2 separate regions of the Oryctolagus cuniculus genome follow, and region 1 is linked to region 2. Evidence: chromatin contacts called from public Hi-C data. All regions are on one chromosome and are shown on one strand. The core of a region is the stretch at or near the end of the contact, and the rest is flanking DNA. Distances in the headings are between cores, read along the strand shown.

Region 1 (3,527 bases), core at 395-2,894, 67 kb after region 2:
TCCCAAATCCCTGAGACTGTTTCTGGAACAGCACCTGAAAACCGTTTAATTCATGTATGTTAGGCATATGTTCTGATCTCCTGGACAGCTAGGAAAACAGTTTATGGTGAGACGTGGAAAATTGCTGAAATATAATGATCTTTATATCCATTAGCTTGTTTGTGAAATGAATTCATTTGTTTTGATTAAAATGAAAAATTCAGCTTGATAATGCTGACATTAAAAAAATTGATACCTCCTCCAAGAACTAGGGGTAAGTAGACTCTTGTGATATGGCGCCACCTAGTGGGAGAAAAATGTAATACTTCTCCTTTTGTACATAATTAGCAAATGAAATACCAGCAGCTTTAATACTGTGAAGTCAACTGGAGGAAAATATTTTGCATGATTAATTGTTAATATTTATAGGAAAATGGAAAGTAATTAGGAAGATTTTATCTGCTATAAGGTAGCACTAGCGGAGTTTCTTATTGCATTTATTTTCAAAATATAGTAATTCCTAAGCAATTAGTTCTATATTTACTACTTACCAAAGTATTTGACAAATATTTGTTCATTTGATTGTAGCAACATTTAAAATCAAGATGGTTAATTAGCTACCTGGATTTTAGATGGGGAAGATAAATGGCCTTATAAAGCTTAGCTGAAAAAATTAGTTTCTGGAAATAAATATGTAATTATAAAATGGATATTAAAGCACCTGAGTCTAATGGGCATGGATAGTCTTGCACTTAAGATGCTCATATCCCACCTTGGAACACCTGTCAATTCCTCACCCCATCTCCTAACTCCAGCTTTCTGCTTCAGTTTCTTTTTTTTTTTCTTTTTTTTTTTTTTTTTTTTTTTTTTTTTTGACAGGCAGAGTGGATAGCGAGAGAGAGAGACAGAGAGAAAGGTCTTCCTTTGCCGTTGGCTCACCCTCCAATGGCCGCCGCGGCTGGCGCGCTGCGGCCGGCGCACCGCGCTGATCCGATGGCAGGAGCCAGGAGCCAGGTGCTTTTCCTGGTCTCCCATGGGGTGCAGGGCCCAAGCACCTGGGCCATCCTCCACTGTACTCCCTGGCCACAGCAGAGAGCTGGCCTGGAAGAGGGGCAACCGGGACAGAATCCGGCGCCCCAACCGGGACTAGAACCCGGTTGTGCCGGCGCCGCTAGGTGGAGGATTAGCCTAGTGAGCCACGGCGCCGGCCTTCAGTTTCTTCCTTTGCAGAATGAGGTGTGCTGACGCCCAGAGACGCTTTACTGGGTGGGTGACTGTGGGCACTGGAAGCACATGATGAACACAGTGCAGTCCCTGATATCAGAGAACAGGGTGCCTTCGCAGCAGGGTACCCCAACACATGGGACTATCATGGCCTTCCTTCAGGAGCCAGCTTAGCTAGAAACCAGTGGAGTCAAGTAAGGCTGCCTGGAGGAGGCCACACCTCTGGTTAAGGATTAAATGAGTAGTCAGAATTGCTGAGCAAGGGAGGAGAGTGGAGACTAAGGGGGCCTTCCAAGTGGAGGTGCCAGTGTATCAGGGAACAGGGTGGGCAGGACATTTGTCAGAAACAGTTATGGGGACTCTTAAGGGAATATGAACTCTACAAGTTGTACAGAATGGGATCCCTGAGGGCCCTGACCTTGCAAAGTGGGGCAATAAGCTAAGTGCCAGAAGCTGGCTATGGACTGAACTGGGCCAGCTGGCAAACTAGGCTTTCCCTTTGCCAGTTAACAGCTGGCTCTTTAGTCCCAGTCTGGGCCTGGACCAGCACCAGTGGGGAGCAGTTTTACTCTGTTTATCAAATGAATGATGAAGAACGCCAGCTGGACTCACTCAGCGTGATGCCAATGAAGTGGTCAGTGCTGCTGAGTCACCAGCGGGCCAGAGGTCAAGGCCAGCGAGCGGACCACTGAACTTCCAGAGACAGAACCCTGAAGTCTGTAATAGCTCTCTCCATGTCCCAGTCACGAACATCTGCTTTTGCCTTTGAAGTCTGATCATGTTTTTGTTGTTGTTTTGTTTGGAGTTGGGTTGCTGGTGGTGATGAATCTGACTTACTTGGTTTGGTGTCCTTACAGCAAAAAACAAAAAACAAAAGGAATGGTCACTAATACAAAAGTCATTTGATTTGCAAGAGGATTGATGGCTTTAGATGTCGTTTAATTCCTTTTCTGTTTATTTCTTCCTGTAAAAGAACTTGTTTCCTCTTGAACTTCAAGCTGCCGACACAAACTTGTAAGATCCTCACATGCCCACAACTTCTGTCTTCACAGATACAGGCTAGTTCCGCAGGTGTATTTTCCTGAGCAGATCCATGACATCGCCCGGGCCACAAAGTATTTCCTGCGGCCAGAAGTCTTACAGAAGTACAAGGTTGACCCAGGCAGAATCGGCATTTCTGGTGACAGCGCGGGTGGGAATTTGGCAGCTGCCCTGGGACAGCAGGTAACTCCCCTGCCCTGAGGTGTGCCGGTGAGGGGGAGGGGAGCAGCACATTGTCCATCAGGGGAGGCAAAGGCTTTGAAGCAGGAAGACAGGTCAGTGCAGGAAGTGTCGTCCTGGAGTCCTTATGAAGACCCTGACTGCAGTGGGTGTTAGGGAAATTCAGTGTCCCTGGCTCCCTTCCCATGTTTGCTTCCATTCCGAGGTGCTTTCCAGGGAGCACTACACCACATTTAAAAATCAAAAAGGGTTTCCCACAGTCTCTCTCTGGTTTTTTTGTTTGTTTGTTTGTTTGTTTGTTTTATTTGAAAGAGTTACAGAGGGAGAGGGGGAGAGAGAGAGAGGTCTTCCATCTGCTTTTCACTCCCCAGATGGCCTCAACAGCCAGGGCTGGGCCAGGCCCAAGCCAGGAGCCAGGAGCTTCTTCCGGGTCTCCCATGTAGGTAGCAGGGGCCCAAGCACTTGGACCCTCCTCCACTGCTTTCTCAGGCCATTAGCAAAGAGCTGGATCAGAAGTGGAGCAGCTGGGACTTGAACTGGCACCCATATGGGATGCCGGCACCACAGGTGGCAGCTTTATCCCATAAGCCACAGCGCAGGCCTCGCTCCACACACACACCCAGAGTTTCTCTTTAATATAAAAGAAACACAGTAAGTGGTTATGCCATTTTGAGTGCTATGCTACAAGCTGAGCCCAGCTTTACCGTGTCGGCTGTAGCAGCTGTGTGAGCTGGGCGAGGAGACCAGCACCTGCTTCTTCCTGGGGCTTGAGTAACACAAGCACGGCCCCTCTCTCTGGCTTCGTGCCTCCAGACTTCTCTCGGTCTCCTGGAGTAGCACCGGCTGTTTTGTTCGTGTGGGCTCTGCTTTGCCCGATTCCTAATGATTAATGAATAGCAAGAACTTGATTCTGCGTGGCATCAGCACTTGCTATCCGTGCGTCCAGATGTGGTCAGAAGGAAGGCTGTGCAGTGGAGGAGAGTCACATGGGCTCTGAAGCCAGGCAGAACTGAGATCCACTCCACAGGGCGGCACGGGCAAGTCCGTGACCACCGTGAGCTGGGGGAGAAGGAGGACTTGAGCTGATTGCAGGGCTGCCGGGA
Region 2 (3,821 bases), core at 138-2,637:
CAGTACCTTACAGGCAGCAGGACTCAGTAGATGTTGGACGAAAATTCTTTTTGTCTTAGATGGGGAAGTCACGTCACGTGGTACAGTATATGATATTTGGGGTAAATTTGAATTTAAATTTTAAAGAAATTTTACTTATTTGAAAGGCAAAGAAACAAGGAGGGAAGGAAGGAGGGAGAGAGAGACAGAGAAAGAGATGTTTCCTGGTCACAGATTCACGTCCCAAATGCCCAAAACAGCTAGGGCTGGGCTAGGCCTGAGTCAGGAGCCTAGAACTCAATCTTTTTGGTAATGACTCAGCTACTTGAGCCATTATCTACTGCCTCCCAGGGTATGCCTCAGCAGGAAGTTGGAATCAGGAGAGGAGGCAGCACTTGAACCCACGCACTTTTTTATTAATGTAGGAGTCACAAGCAGTATCTCAACTGCATCAAACCACTGCCCTGGGTGCCTTTTTTTTTTTTTTTTAAGAATAAATAAATAAATAAATATTTTGCTAAGTAGTGGTTTTGTTGTGTCATATACTTAAGAGATATTAATAAAAATTGAAGCAATCATGTAAAAGAAAAATCAATTGCTTAACTCAAACCATACCATATGGGCTTAGGAGCAGGACCAGGGCATTTTACTGACTGCTCTCTTTTGTTCACTCATCTTCACTCTCTCTACTCGCCTCTCTCTGTTGGCTCTGCATTTCAAATAAATAAATAACCTTTCAAAAGTCTTTTAAATTCTAATTACTATATTAAGATGCATTTTTACATATGCCAGGTGTTTTAAGACCTTACCTATTTCCATGAAGCAGTTATCCCAAATGTTTTCTTTCTGATTTCTGGTTGTAATTCTGCTAGGGAACTTTCCTCTCCCTCAGCCCATACTCCTCTCTCCCCAGTCTTTAACAAGAATCCTGTTTTGAATGCCCTTTCCGCTACCATTGGCCCACTGGAAGAGGTTTCATTCAGCTAGCGTCCACCAAGTCTTACCACTGTAAAGTAAGTTTTTTTTTTTTCACTTTGTAACAATAATTAGAGGTCATTTGATGAGGAATGAAAATCCCTTGTCAAGCTTTTACCCACTCGTTTTAGCATTTATTTACGATTTTCTGTGGTTAATAGTTGACATTCCATTGTAAGAAAAGCCTTCCCTCTTTCCCTATTTGTTTGTTCATTTATCTTAGTACAGATTCCTGGACTTTCAATGGTTTGTAGCCTATTATGATAGTTTGTTTTGATGCTAAAATTATGCCAGTTTTAGCCACCAGGAGCTCTTTCAAGCTGCCACCTGTTCCATGATGTTTTGAGTACTTCCTTATCTTCCGGCAGGCCGGGCTTATCTTGTAAAGCCACGTGCCCCCGCCTTAGAATCCGCCTTTCCTCCAGGGAGCTGTGCCAAAGGGCTGGTTTCCTGCTACGAGGAGGGAAAGGGATTTGGAAACCAAGACTTGGGTGCTAAGTGTACCGCATGAGAGTCGTTGTTGGAGCTACAGGGATTTTCCCTTCTTTCAACTTCTCAGCTGGATATTATACTACCTGGCAAGTCTGGCTCTGGAAGACTTAATGCCTATCTTAATACCATCTCCACTTTGAGTGAAAGAACCCCCGTGCCTTGCACGGAGACTCAACCCACTGGAACAATTTCGGGTCTGGGGGTTGGAGAACCTCCGGGAAGAAGCCGCTGGCCACAGGCATGCAATGCAAGCCGCTGTCCTGCAGGGCCCGCTGCGCCACGCGCCGCGCCGCGCCAGCGCCTGCTCCAACCTGGGGTGCCTGGAACACTTGGCAAGGACACACGCGAGGGGCACGTCAGCGCTCCGACTTCCTCCCGACGCCACCCGCGATTGGCTACTGGGCGTATAAGAAACAAGCCAAGGAGCCGCTGCCTCTGGCAGAAACTTGCCGGAGGTCTCTGGGTGGCGTCGCCCCTTCCCCCTGGGTGCACCGGCGGGCCTGCGGAGCCGGGGGAGGATGAGGTCGTCCTGCGTGCTGCTCGCCGCCCTGGTGGCGCTGGCCGCCTACTACGTCTACATCCCGCTGCCCGGCGCCGTGTCCGACCCCTGGAAGCTGATGCTGCTGGACGCGACTTTCCGGGGCGCACAGCAAGTGGTGAGGCGCAGCGGCGCGCTGCTTCGCTCCGGGTCCTCTCGCGCGGTCTCCCGAAGGGAGCAGCGTTCCGACCTCGATCCGCGGGAACGCAAGGTCTCCCGAACGCGGCGGGGCGGTCGCACGCTCAGATGCTTCTGCCAGGCTTGTACGGGAGGTCGCAGTCGCCCCCTCTCTGGCAGCGGGCTAGGTCCGTGTCTCGCCTACGACTGTGCCCGGGGAAGTGAAGTCCTAGGATAGAATTTGGCAACGGGGTTAATCTTTCTCCTGCCATAACTAGCCCCCTCTCTCTCGGCTTGCAACATCGAAAAGCGAATCCATCTTTGAGCCTTTTCCAAGTCTCCCCTCCCCCGTGTTCGTTCTCCGGTAGGGGCCGGCAGAGAGTGAGTTAAATGCATAAGGTTCTGATTCCGGGGAAGGCAGCCACTTAGAAGCCACGGGCGCGGGCGGGCCGGCCCCCACGGCCCTGGGCTCGCGGCGCTCCTTCCCGAGGGCAGCAGGCAGGGCCCTCGGGGCGCTGAAGGGGCCGCACGGATCTCCCAGTTCGTCTCCGGCGCAGCTCCAGGCAGGAGGCCGGGAGGCTGGGGTGGCGGTTAAGGTGCGGCGGCGGCTCGGCTTTGCTGGATGTGTGTTTTCTGTTTGCCCGGCCTCTCTTTACGTCCTTGACTGTCAAGGAGATAACCTTTTCCTGAACCTTAGCCTGGAAGGATCCCATTTCTCCCTATTGTAACACGGGTGTGCGGTTCTCCCCACCCCTGGGACAGGAAAATCTGTTTCAGGCTTGTTCCACTGCAAGAGGCACTATTTTTAGTGTCAGAGAATCTAAAATGTAAATTACAGTCTGCAGCCAGGGCTGAGCCGTCCCATTGGACAGCATTTCTAAGCGGCCTGCTCTAACCTCAATAACCCACCTCCAAAACCAGCCTTTCTCCTCCTTCCCCCAACCTTTGTAAAGTCTTTCCTTCAGGAATGACAGCTGGAGAAAGAGGGAGAAAAACCGTGATTTTCTTAGAGGGTTTCTATTCCTTGTCCCTGTCCTCCTTGATTATGTGTAGGATTACATGGTGTAGGGGCTTACGTTCACACACACCCCTCCTGGGACACTGTAGCGTGTTTACAGTTTGGATTTGCTTTTCCTGAACCCAGCTTCTTTCTCCACCTCCAAGGTTGCTTTTGTCCCTGAGGACAAGTCTTGAAGCTGGAGACCCCCATCTTCCCTCCTGCTTACTGTGATGTTAACTACAATGGTGGGGCAATGATCAGCCCTTCCACAGGAAGTCCCGCCTTCCGATTCTGTGCCCCCCTCCCCCAGGCGGTTATGTAATTTGGAAGGATCACTCTGCAAAGATTCTGGAGAACAGTATTTGAGCAGTTGGGTGGGAGGGCTGTCTACAGTATGAGGGCACTTCAAAGAGTTTGTGGAAAAATAGAATTAAGAGTTCATTTTGATGCAAAAATTGATATCCATGCATGGCTTTTTTCCCCATGGTATTCATTTTCCAGGAATTTTTTGAATAATTCTAGTTAACTTGAAACTAAAGAAAGCAAGAAAAACTTATCAGGCCGCTGTGTTGGCTGCAGAGATTATTCTTAGTTCTCTCCCCAAGAAGTCTCCCCTGTGTAAGTAATTTGGGAAACACCAAGTTTGGGGAGAGCCTTTCTTCTCAGCTCAGCCACCCAGTCCTCAAGGGCAAGGCCCTGTTGGGTGCTCCACGGGGTAGA

What was found. A called contact is a pair of places that touch in the nucleus more often than the background predicts.
Region 1: a contact with region 2 is called in a Hi-C map of skin fibroblasts, with 5 times the contacts expected there. The contact joins the enhancer-like site here to the promoter of NCEH1 in region 2. A contact is called at or near these places in 5 of 6 Hi-C or Micro-C datasets (ear pinna, embryonic fibroblasts, psoas muscle and 2 more).

The regions. Positions count from the first base shown.
Region 1 is chr4:107,592,612-107,596,138 of mOryCun1.1, forward strand. NCEH1 (neutral cholesterol ester hydrolase 1) reads left to right here. Exons shown (of 5, transcript XM_008266500.4): 4 at 2,256-2,427. Among named protein-coding and RNA genes, the nearest start is that of NCEH1, 67 kb to the left of the region's middle. Within about 2 kb of position 1,645, at least 1 of the 8 cell types and tissues checked has an H3K27ac peak or open chromatin away from gene starts, as enhancers often do.
Region 2 is chr4:107,526,231-107,530,051 of mOryCun1.1, forward strand. It overlaps NCEH1 (neutral cholesterol ester hydrolase 1), which reads left to right and starts at 1,388. Exons shown (of 5, transcript XM_008266500.4): 1 at 1,388-2,102. The coding sequence starts at 1,965.